Linked DNA regions of Zea mays: region 1 is linked to region 2. The links are chromatin contacts, called in public Hi-C maps. All regions are on one chromosome and are shown on one strand. The core of a region is the stretch at or near the end of the contact, and the rest is flanking DNA. Distances in the headings are between cores, read along the strand shown. Region 1 holds the start of LOC100283759 (dof zinc finger protein MNB1A). Region 2 holds the start of LOC100192025.

What was found. Hi-C and Micro-C count contacts between places; a contact is called where the count stands out from the background.
Region 1: a Hi-C map of bundle sheath shows a contact between it and region 2, with 2.2 times the contacts expected there. The contact joins the promoter of LOC100283759 here to the promoter of LOC100192025 in region 2. A contact is called at or near these places in 3 of 25 Hi-C or Micro-C datasets (bundle sheath, endosperm and leaf).

What each region holds. Positions count from the first base shown.
Region 1 is chr1:186,915,898-186,921,559 of Zm-B73-REFERENCE-NAM-5.0, reverse strand. LOC100283759 (dof zinc finger protein MNB1A) reads right to left here and starts at 1,328. Exons shown (of 1, transcript NM_001156658.1): 1 at 97-1,328. The coding sequence starts at 1,238. The coding sequence ends at 516. LOC103645108 (zinc finger protein ZAT3) reads left to right here and starts at 5,481. Exons shown (of 1, transcript XM_008668228.2): 1 at 5,481-5,662. The coding sequence starts at 5,481.
Region 2 is chr1:186,701,139-186,706,500 of Zm-B73-REFERENCE-NAM-5.0, reverse strand. It overlaps LOC100192025, which reads left to right and starts at 2,701. Exons shown (of 1, transcript NM_001137448.2): 1 at 2,701-4,145. The coding sequence starts at 2,784. The coding sequence ends at 3,749.

The sequences.
Region 1 (5,662 bases), core at 79-2,578, 220 kb before region 2:
AGAATGTTTTTTCCCCATGATCTTTTCTTCACAGAAAAGAAGAAAACAAGCATGACAGCACAACAGAACTTTATCATAAGAACAAGGAAGAATCCCAGACCAACAAGAGCTCAGTCTAGTTTATAGGCAGCCGGTAGAAACACTTGACGATGAGTTAGCCACAGCCACAGCCATAGCCAGCCATCTGATGAGTTCATGAGTAAAACTAAAGTCATACAGAGGCCACTAGTTGACCTTTCTCATCTCAGAAACTAAAATTCAAGGTCGTCGTCGCGATCGTCTCTCACGTCACACATACAACTAGTATCATCATCATCATCATATACTAAGGCCCAAGCCAAGAACCACGCAGTCAGCTCGTCGTGCGTGTACCTTACCACCACTGCTAAATCAATTAGCAGATGCAACCAATAGCAGAAGAATCAAAGCGCTCCATTTCCTTGCACTCATCATCAGGCGCAGAGCAGAGCAAAGCAGGAGGACGTACGCCTCGGCGCCGTGACCGTCTGTGGCTGTCACGGGAGGTTGAGGAAGATGCATGCGGGGTCCGGGTCGGCGAACCCTGCGCCGGCCCAGCACGCGCCCATGTCGAACGACGCGGCGGGCCACACGAACGAGTCCTCGTCGTCCAGCACCGCCTTCCCGGCGGAGGGGAAGTCGGAGAGGCCGAGCCCGAGCGCGACGGCCTCCGCGTCCTCTGTCCCGGGCTGCAGCAGCAGGTGCGCCAGGGAGTCGGAGTCCTCCAGCGCGCCAGTCTCCGTGGTGATCTCGCTCGTCGTCGTCGTCGTCGTCGTCGTGGTGGGTGCCGTCTTGCCTGGGTCGGCCGCGGCGGCGAGCTCCGGGGCCGGCGCCACGACGCGGCGCTTCTTGCTGGCGGGCTTCTTCTTGGGCTGCCTGTCGGCGTCCGCGGCGGCCGCGTAGGACGACGACGACGACGACGACAAGGAGGGCTTCTTGCGGGTGCCGCCGCCGACGGGGACGTTGCGCAGCGTGCCGCCCTTGGTCCAGTAGCGGCGGCAGCCCTTGCAGAAGTGGCGCGGCTGGGAGGTGTTGTAGTTGTTGTAGTAGCAGAACTTGGTGTCCCGCGACGCACACCGCGGGCACGGGTCCCCCTCGCTCACCGCCGGCGCCGGCGGCGCGTACCCCTTGGGCCGCCGGAGGTCCACGCCGGCGAACTGATGCTGCGCCGCCCGACGGCCGGGCTCGGCCCCCGCCGCCGCCGATGACGCCTCCTGCATGCGCGACGGCGCTGGCCTGCTGCAGACTGCCGAGAGAGGGAGAAAGATGGAAGGCGAACGAGCGAGCGAGTTGAAAGGAGGGGGGCGGTTACCGCCCGCCGGGGGCTGGCTTTGCCTCCTCTCTTATGGTCGCGGTCGCCGTTACGGACGATAGCGACGTGCTCACGCTATCCCGGTTACAGGACGCGAGTGGGGGCCCACGCGGCGGGCAGGGAGGGGCGGAAGCCCACGCCGCTTGACGTGGTGGTGGGGAGGGGGGCGGCGCGCTGCTGCGAATCGACGCGACCTCCCGTGGGCCCGCCGCGTCAGCGCTGCTAGTGGCCAACCCAGCCCCGTACAGCATGCGGTGCGTCGGTTTTGAAATTGAGAGAACCAGAAGTCAGGACGGACGGCGACGGCGACAGGACCCCGGCCGGCCGGCCGCCGTGCTGTACGCGCGCGCGGACTCTTGCGCGGTCGATCGGTGACAGCGGCGGGGCGCCCCCGCCTCTGCCGCGTGACGACGTGTCAGCGCGCCATACGCCGAGCCGGTCCCCGGCCCGCACGTCGGTGACGTTGCGGCGGCGGGGAGTTTCCCGTGGGCTATTCGGTCGCTGTGCACGGAGTGGGAGGGGGCTATGCGGCGTGTCGGCCACCGGCGGCTAGGTCGGGTGGTTCTGGAGCGCGCCACGTCAGGCTATGGGATGCTTACGTTTCGCTACGTTAGGCTAGGCCAGGCTAGAAGTGGGGCGAGGCACGGTAGGAGTGTCCCCACCAAGTGAAGGCTATCCGCAACAGTTACTTCTAAATTTTTCCCACTATATCACTTTTTCTCCTATTTTTGTCTCTATTTTTTCATCTCCCGCAACAGTTCCCCCTAAATACTCCCCATATATCCCACTACAACTATAAAATATCATTTTTTATATTAACTATCAATTTTTTATCTACTAACAATTACTCGTGGACCCACAGCACAATGTTTAGGGGGATAAACAGTGACACACTATATCTGGAGGAGGGAGAAGGGGGCCGGCGCGTAGGGGACGCTGTAGGGGGCACCGCTGCGACCGTAGAGTGCCCCCTACAGGCGGCATGCAAGGGGAGGGGGCTGTCAAGGGGCAGCGTTGCGCATAGCCTTGGCAGCCCCCTCCTCTTGTATACAGCGCTTAGGGGGCACTCTATGGCCACAGCGTTGCCCCCTACGGCGCCCTCTACGCGCCGGCCCCCTTCTCTCTCCCTAGATATAGCGTGTCACTGTTCATCCCCTAACACTGTGTTGTGGGTCCACGAGTAATTGTTAGTAGATAAAAAATTGATAGTTGGTATAGAAAATGATATTTTATAGTGGTAGTGAGATATAGGGGAAGTATTTAGGGGGAACCATTGCGGGAGATGAAAAAATAGGGAGGAAAATAGGGGGAAAAAGTGATATAAGGAGGGAAAATTTAGGGGTAACTGTTGCGGATAGCCTGAGCCTCCGGTGTAAACAGTCGTATAAAATAATGGAGATTGCACTGTTTGTTGGGATAAAGAGTGAGATAAGAAGTATGTTGTAGATAGTCTTATTGTATGCCTTGGTGCCTACTGCGCAGTGGGGCCCAACGACCAGCTTGTATGACCAAGTACGCTGTGCTAAAATATGCTGGTAGACACTATTCGTAATGCTTAGTATTCATACGGACATGATGGGTTTAGTGTTGTGCATCTTCAACAAAAAAAACCTTGTATTTGAGTCCAATTAAATTAAAGTAGAAATTGATTAAAGTGTTTCGAGTCAAGAAAAACTTTTGCAGCTCAATAGTTGACTCATATATTATGTTTTTAGAATAATCATATTATCTAGAAAAAAATATTAAGAACATTGTACAAGTCGAGGGTAGAGTTCCAGTATATCAAGTCCTATATTTAGAATATGGGAGATCGAGTCATATAATCACTATGATTTTTTTTAAATAGAACACATGTTAAGGTAAAGTTTAAGTGTTGAAATCACTATGTTTTTTAAAAATAGAACAATGTTGAGCTCAAGTTTAAGTGTTAAAACTCCGTATTTCAAAATATAACTCCGTTTAGAACTCCGATTAGAGATGCAAGCTTACATAAGGGAAAAACGAATGCTTCATCAGCTCTCTTATCTCGTCTCATATCATATTCTTTATTTAAAATTTACTTTACAAACAATGTTACCTTTCGTACAAAATACTCCATCCGTACCAAAATATAATTCATTTTAGACTAATCATACATTTATTAAATAACATAAGAATATAGTTTACATGTATGTCTATATTTATTATTATTTAAATGAATGTGGATAGAAAAATATAGGCTAGGAAAAACTATATTTTAGGACGGAGGGAGTAATATTTCACACGGTTATATATGTGATCTGCTTGATGGAGGCTGACTCGGTGACTCCTCTTGTGACGTGGGAAATCGCTTCTCTCCTTCTATCGTGGTTTGTCATAGGAGCAACATTGTTGAAGTAGACCTGTTCAAATGTTAGGTTCGGGTCATATCAACATCGGGTTGTGGACAATTTAGCATAGCGTATACTCGCTCGTGTCTAGAATTGGGATTAGGTCAGGTTGGCTAGTGCTATTCTGTTTGACGTGTTAGATCGGGTTTTTTGGCTTTGCATCGGAGTTTTTCGAATTAAATCGTTTTTTGATAAAAAATCATAATCTTTATTTGACCCGTGAATTGTTACGGGACCAAAATTACGGGCCATCGAACCGGTGCTTTTCGGACGGGACGGGTCGGATCGGATCGGCGTTCATCATTTCTATGTCCGAGACGGAGCGCCACACAGAATGGCACACAACAGCAGACAGCTCCAGCACAGGAGTCCCCACATCACCGAAGTGCGTTGGGTGGAGCGTCCGTACGGCCAACGCACGCACATCCGCACATGGCGTGGACGGTGGTCGCCGCACATGCACGAGGCCGGAACGGACAGGCTGCCTCCGCACCATCTTTGGCGCGCCGCCGCCGGCGCGATCAAACCTATGCTATGAACGGGAGCACTTGACGCGATCCAATCGATCAAAGGATGCTGCAGCAGCCGACAGTGGATGCTATCTTTCTGTTCTCTAGCGCCGTCCACTAACCTTAGGGCCTGTTTGTTTACCCCTCAGATTATATAATCTGGATTAAATAATCCTAAGAGGCAAACAAACAGTCTAGCTTATTTGCCCAGATTATATAATCTAACCCCTTGGATTATGATAATCCATAAGCAAGTGAGGAGATGCTTATTTCAGATTATTTTTTCCCCACTTCCCCACTATCCTTTCAAGTTTCATAGAAATTACCCACCATTGCCATTATAATCTACCGAATCGTTTTTGCGCCTATCGGATCGGAGAAGCCCGCCGCCCAACAGAAACACACCAGATAATCTAGGTAAACAAACATGACTACTCAGATTATATAATCCTCCAAAAATAATCTAGATTATATAATTCATTGGGGTAAACAAACAGGCCCTTAGCGCATGTTATATCTCTAGATGACCATGCGTTGAACGGCAAAATGCAGCGGTGTGGATGAACGAATAGATGATTTGGTAAGTTAAAAAAAAAGGAAAGGTATATTGCCCCCTCATCTATTAGAGCATCTCCAACAACATGACCTATAAAAATATCCTATAATTTAAAAATAAGTATATTTTATAAAATTTAGGGCACCAACAAAACACCCCGCTCCAATAGTAAAGCCCCGAATCTAGATTATAGGGCAGCCCACTACGGTGTAGTATATTTGAGTCACTTGAGACGGTACTCTATAGTTTTTTGACAAAATTTTATGAAATATGGCACTGTTGGAGTAATTTTTCCTGTGTAGAGTCCTATATTTCAATTTAAGGCACTAGTTTGAGGCATTGTTGGAGATGCTTTTAGTGTGAATTAGAAACATCTCCGCCCCATGAACTACACAGAAATTTGCAACCAATACTGCCCCCGAGCCCAGAAGAGCCTGACACGGGAGCCCAGCCCAGTCCACAGGCGCTGCCGGTTCCGCCCACGGCCCACGGAGACTGGATCGCAGCTCACAAGAGAGAAAACATCACGAACCCAAGCCCGAAGGCAGCCTAGCCTCTCGCAAGATGCATGCAGTGCAGCAACCGCCGGCAAGCAACTGCCCGCGGCATACGGGCGCGTCCGGCGTCCGTACATATCCATGCCCCTGCAGCCTCCCTCCTCCCTCGCATGTGCAACCTCCCCGATCAATCGCTGCCCTGCTGGTGGTTGGTTCGCCATGGCCACTCCGATCCGCCCTGCTGCCGCGGCTCCTCCTGCTCCTGCCCGCCCTCCGCAGCCAATGCCGCCGCCGCCGCCGCCCCACCACGACACGACGCTCACGCTGTCGCTCGCGCTTCCGCCCCCGCCTCCGCCTTCCCCGTTCGCCCGCGCCCGCGGGGTCGCCCCCAGGCCGGCGCC
Region 2 (5,362 bases), core at 1,452-3,951:
GATTGGCGATCTGTTGGCCACGACTTCATACCGATTCGTTTAAAATTGTATCTAATCTGGGCGGTCCGTTTTCAATCGGACGGTTGCAGTAACTCGATACCCCCTTCGGTTGTCACATTTTCACATGAGTCCCTGAAACTATTAGAAACCAACCCGCCGTCCTGGCGGCTGAGATCTGAGTCTTAGGAAGAACTGCACCGAGACCCCTGCGTTTTCCATTTATTGAGGCCCAGTCCAGAGATCGTTTAAATTGAATAAATGAAAGAGAAAATAGATTTTTAATAGGAAAATAATTGCTAGAACTTCAATAATTCATAGAAAATTCATTTGAACTCCAAATTACTCCATTCCAGTTCCTAAAATTTTGTAATTTTATTATCTATCACTTAGAGCCTCTGTTTTATCATGACAACAGTAAGAAAATTAATCTCACACTTAATCTTATTTAAAACACATAAAACCTTTGAAAATGCATAACTTAAATTCTATAATTCCAAAAATTATGATTCCTGTTCCTAGGATTTTATTTTAATATGTAGAATATTTCTGTGTATTTTGTTCACATGCTTGGTGTGATGTTAATTTTTCCCTGCATATTGTGCTTGTTTGTATTGCGGCGAGTAGAAGAGCCCGTTGCTGAGGATCCTGGTGAGCAGCAGGTTGAAGTAGCTGAGCAGGAGCTCATTGAAGGCAAGTTGTGCCCTTGACCACTTTTTACCCAATAATGTTCTTTAATATCATTTACTCATGCATAGGTTAATTTTGATGGGACCCGATAAGTCACCCTAGATTGTTTATCTCATTACCTTGTTTACCCCTGAATCACTTGGGTAGTTTGTTATTGCTTTATATGGTTTTGGGGTAATCATTTATTACCTCTATGTTCCAATTCTTTTTGTTATTCTATTTATGTTCATGTTGAGATCATTAATGTTAATTGGAACATAGAGCTTAACTTGAGTAACACGTGCCACCACAAGGGTTTAATGGGACGCCCTTGGCTGACTAATTAGGAAAGCTAGTGGAAGACTACCTTACCCGAAAGGGGCAAGGGCAGTAGGGGAGTTGCATGCAAGGAGGTTCTCGGGTTGATTTTGCTGCGATGACGGTCAGACGGGGGATTCTTGCAAGTGCTCTTCCCATAAGCTGTAGCGGGTTTTCGGAAGCTAGTGGAACTTTGTAAAGGCCTCGTAGTGTTACCCTGCCGCGCTTCCTAGGTAGAGGTGTATGGGATTCGCGACCCCTTGGCAGATGGGTAACATGACTTGTGGGTAAAGGGTACAACCTCTGCAGAGTGTAAAACGGGTATACTAGCCGAGCTCACGGTCATGAGCAGCTCAGGACTCTCTGATGTTTAAATTATGGAACTTAAATTCAATTTTGTCATTTGCATTGCATGAGATTATTATTAATTTTGTTCTATTACTTACACTTAGTAACTGCTAATAAAACTTTGACCAACTACTTAAAAGCAATGCCCAGCTTTAACCCCTATCATTGATTAGCCTCACACATCACATGAACCCACACCTTTGCGAGTTTATGTCCACTGGTTCCCTACAACTTGTTGAGCTATGATCATGTGTGAGCTCACCCCTGTTGTCTCACACCCCCCACAGGAGAAGAACAGGTGGTTCAGGAGGAGCCACAAGGCGAGGAGTATGATCTGATCTAGGTGACGTTTCTCAGTTGACATTGGCGCCGACGATCCTTAGTTCGTTTTATGTTTATTCTTTTATTTTGTAATAAGTCTTCCGCTATGTAATAAATACTCTGATGTTTTATAACATTTATCTCTATACACTCTGTTATTATATATGTTGTCTTCTTGGCGCATGTATGAGATGCACCTGACTTTGTTCCTTAAAGCCGGGTGTGACAAAAGACTGCCCCTTTCTTAGAAAAGCTGGTCCAGAAAGACATCGAAGTATGTACTTGACATAGACACAATTGACTTTATTTTTTAGCGTAAAGACACAATTGACTACGAGAGAGACATGTCCTTTCTAGTTTTCAAGCTTTGGCTCAGGGTATTTCTTCCTTTTCTTTATTTAGGTTCCGTACCTTATTGAGCCAATAGATGAGGTTGCCATTCAGAACTTGCAGACCTACAAGGAGAAGAAATTTGTAGATATCATATCAGCAAAGAGGATCTGGAATTGGGTGAGAAGAACTTTTTTTTTTAATTTCGATCGTTTGATAGAGCTTCACAAGGCTAAAAAAAATTTAGGAGCAAGATATATCAATTGGACCCTTTAACTCTAACCAGTATGCAGCGGATACATCACCTCCGTACTGGGCCTGGGCCTGGAAGGTAGGAAGCCAGGAAGGCCCGTATGGCCTAGTTAGTCAACGCCGGCCGGAGTGGAATAGCAACAGCGGCTTCCGTGACGCTGCTGCGACGAGCAGCATCCCAAGATTCCCAGCCCAGCGTCGCTGTCGCACTCGTTCCCGCAGCCCAAAGCAACCGCCGGGCCACCTTTGCTCCGCTTCCACACTACACAGCCAATGGGCCCCTGAATCGTCCACTGACATGCCGCTTGTCGTCTTGCGCACACGGCACCCATCCCATCTCACCACTGACAGGTGGGTCTGGCAGCGCGTACCCCACTTGCCATGAGACCGCGTGATCACCAACCACGCGCCTCGCGTGCTCCGCCCCCACCCCACTGTTAGCGGGGCTCCACAACATGTGTCCCCACACGTCATGGAGGAAGCACGCGGTCGCACGGAATGCGTAGAATTGCAGGGCTCTAGTTTTATGTAGAAAAAAAAGAAAAAAAATGCCTCCCGAAACGAAAACACTTCCACAGAGGAGAGAGGCCCAGGTCGAACAAGATTTTTTTTCGATTCCCCTCTCCAGCATCGCAATCGCATCCATGGCTTCCTCGTCTATCCACATCCACCATCCCCGGCTTGCCGGCGACGAGATCCACCGGACCCTGGAGGCCTCCTACTCCCCCAGCGCGTCCTACTGCTCCGACGATGCCTTCGTCCCCGTCTTCCGCCCGGATCCGTCCGCCCCCTCCGTATCCGCGTCCGCATCGGCCGACCGCGTCCGCAGCCTTTTCCGCTCCGTCGACGTAGCCCTCTTCCGAGATACGCTCTTCGCGCCCGGTCGCGGCGGCGACGGCGACGGCGACGACCTCGGGTTCACGGACGCGGACGCGGAGGCGGCGGAGTACGACGGCGATCTCACCTCCATCTTCTGGGACTGCCTCCAGATCGAGGACGCCGACGATCCGCTCGCTGCCTCCCCCGCCGAGGAGTTCGAGTGGGAGGAGGTCGCGTCTCCATCGGGCGCCGCCGGGGAAGCCCCGGAGCCCGAGTGGGAGGTGCTCGCCGACGTGCCGCCCGCCGCCGCCGAGGAGGGGTTCGTGTACACCTCCCACCACAGAGGCAGAGATGAGGAGGAGGAGGAGGCGGCGGCGTACGAGGTGCTCGTAGCAGGCGGGGAGGGGCTGTTCCTCAAGACCAAGCCCCCGGCCGCCAGATCCGCCGTCGAGGCGCTCCCGTCCGCCGTCGTCGCGGCCGGCCAGGAAGGCCAGGGGGATGAGTGCGCTGTGTGCAAGGACGGGGTCGCGGTCGGCCAGCGCGTCAAGCGGCTGCCGTGCTCGCACCGCTACCACGACGGCTGCATCGTGCCCTGGCTCCAGGTGCGCAACTCGTGCCCGCTCTGCCGCTTCGAGCTGCCCACCGACGACCCGGAGTACGAGTCCTGGAAAGCCGGCCGGACCGACGCCGCGTGAACCGGCCAACCAGGCAGTGACTGCATGCTCTTATGGTATGGTTTTATTGATAATGTTGTATGTATGGGTTGGGTTTGAATCGGGTGCTTTGGTTACAAGGTTGCTACTCAGCCGTATCAAAGGCAAAGTATAGAGGCAGTAGATGCAGAGATGGTTTTTGATCGGTTTCCTTTTTCTCCTTAAAGAGAGGGACTCATGAAGTTTTTCCAAATGACCGAGGTTGGCATATACTTGTTAGTTGTTACTACGTATTCCTGCTGTATTTATTCTAAAAATCCAGAGAGGTTAGCTGGATATCTTGGTGCAGGGCAGCTGTATATCCTGATGCAATGGGACGATCTACTTGCTAGATATTATGATGTTACATTTTAACTGATCGTTGTTTGGTGACTCTCTAATATTATGTCTAGTTTATTAGAGCATCAAATTACATTTCCACATCTTGTTTATAGTGGCACAGGTGATACCCATTGATTCCCTTCTCAAGCTGCTGATTCATATTGTGTTCAGTCTTGTGTGCAATTGGTAACTTTTCTTGATTCATAGCAACGCAAATATTTCAGGAGAACAAAAAACTTCTGTGGCCCTATTTATAGTTAAAGAAAATTGAAAAGGATTAAGTTGGCGTGACCACCACAAAAGATGTAAGGCCATTATGACTTAACCTGTAGTCAATTGACCTTGACATTCGCTAGGTGGGCTGTTGTGTGTAGTATTTGGACTTTATCGCCATATATTTTACGAGAGCCTGACAAGGCTGTAAACAACACTCACTGACTCTTTACATGATATTGTCATGTGTTCTTACTTCCTTCACATACAAAGGGATGGTTCGTTTTGCTAAGCTATTGAAACTTCTCTATATGATTTTACTGCTGAATCCATAGTACAACTGCGCATAGTTTGGCGACAAATTGATCAGGTTCCTGCAAGCAACCACTGAGACATTGATGCCACAGCTAAGCAGTTACGGACACGTTAGTGTTTTGGTATCTATGTAAGATTGGATTTGCAGTTTTATGTTTGCTATTTCGATGCTGGGCTTGGACTTGATTTGGATGAGATTGTTCTCTTCACTTACGAATCAAAGGTCTTTATGTTGGTGGATAATCTACGAAACGCAAATTTGGTATTCATCTTCCTTTAATCTGGGTTTCGCTTACTTTTATATGCTGTTGTGTTCTCCTGATGGTTTGTTCCGATATTAAATGGTCTGGTTCGAGTTTCCATTTTAGTATCAATAAGTCTGGTTTTGAGAGCTGGCATGGAGATTGGAGAAGCTGATGACCGAAGTGCAGACACGACACGAACTGGATTCGGCGACGCATCTTACAAAACAGAAGAGAAATGGGAACAGGCCGGCACGGCATCTGGCCCATTTCGAGCTAAAAGCTGTGGTCTTGATCTGCGTCACGACGGGTCAGCCTCAATGTATGCTTATGCTTTCAGGCTGATTCGTTCCGATCTTGCATTTGTTTTTTTGGGGAGGAATTCTTTGCTATTTGGTGGTTTGGAAGGAAGAAGGGGGCCAGGCGTAGATGTTAGTAGAGGATCCCAACAACACTGGTGTGGTTCGCTGAAGATGTTGATGGTGGGAAAAGCACATCTGGAAT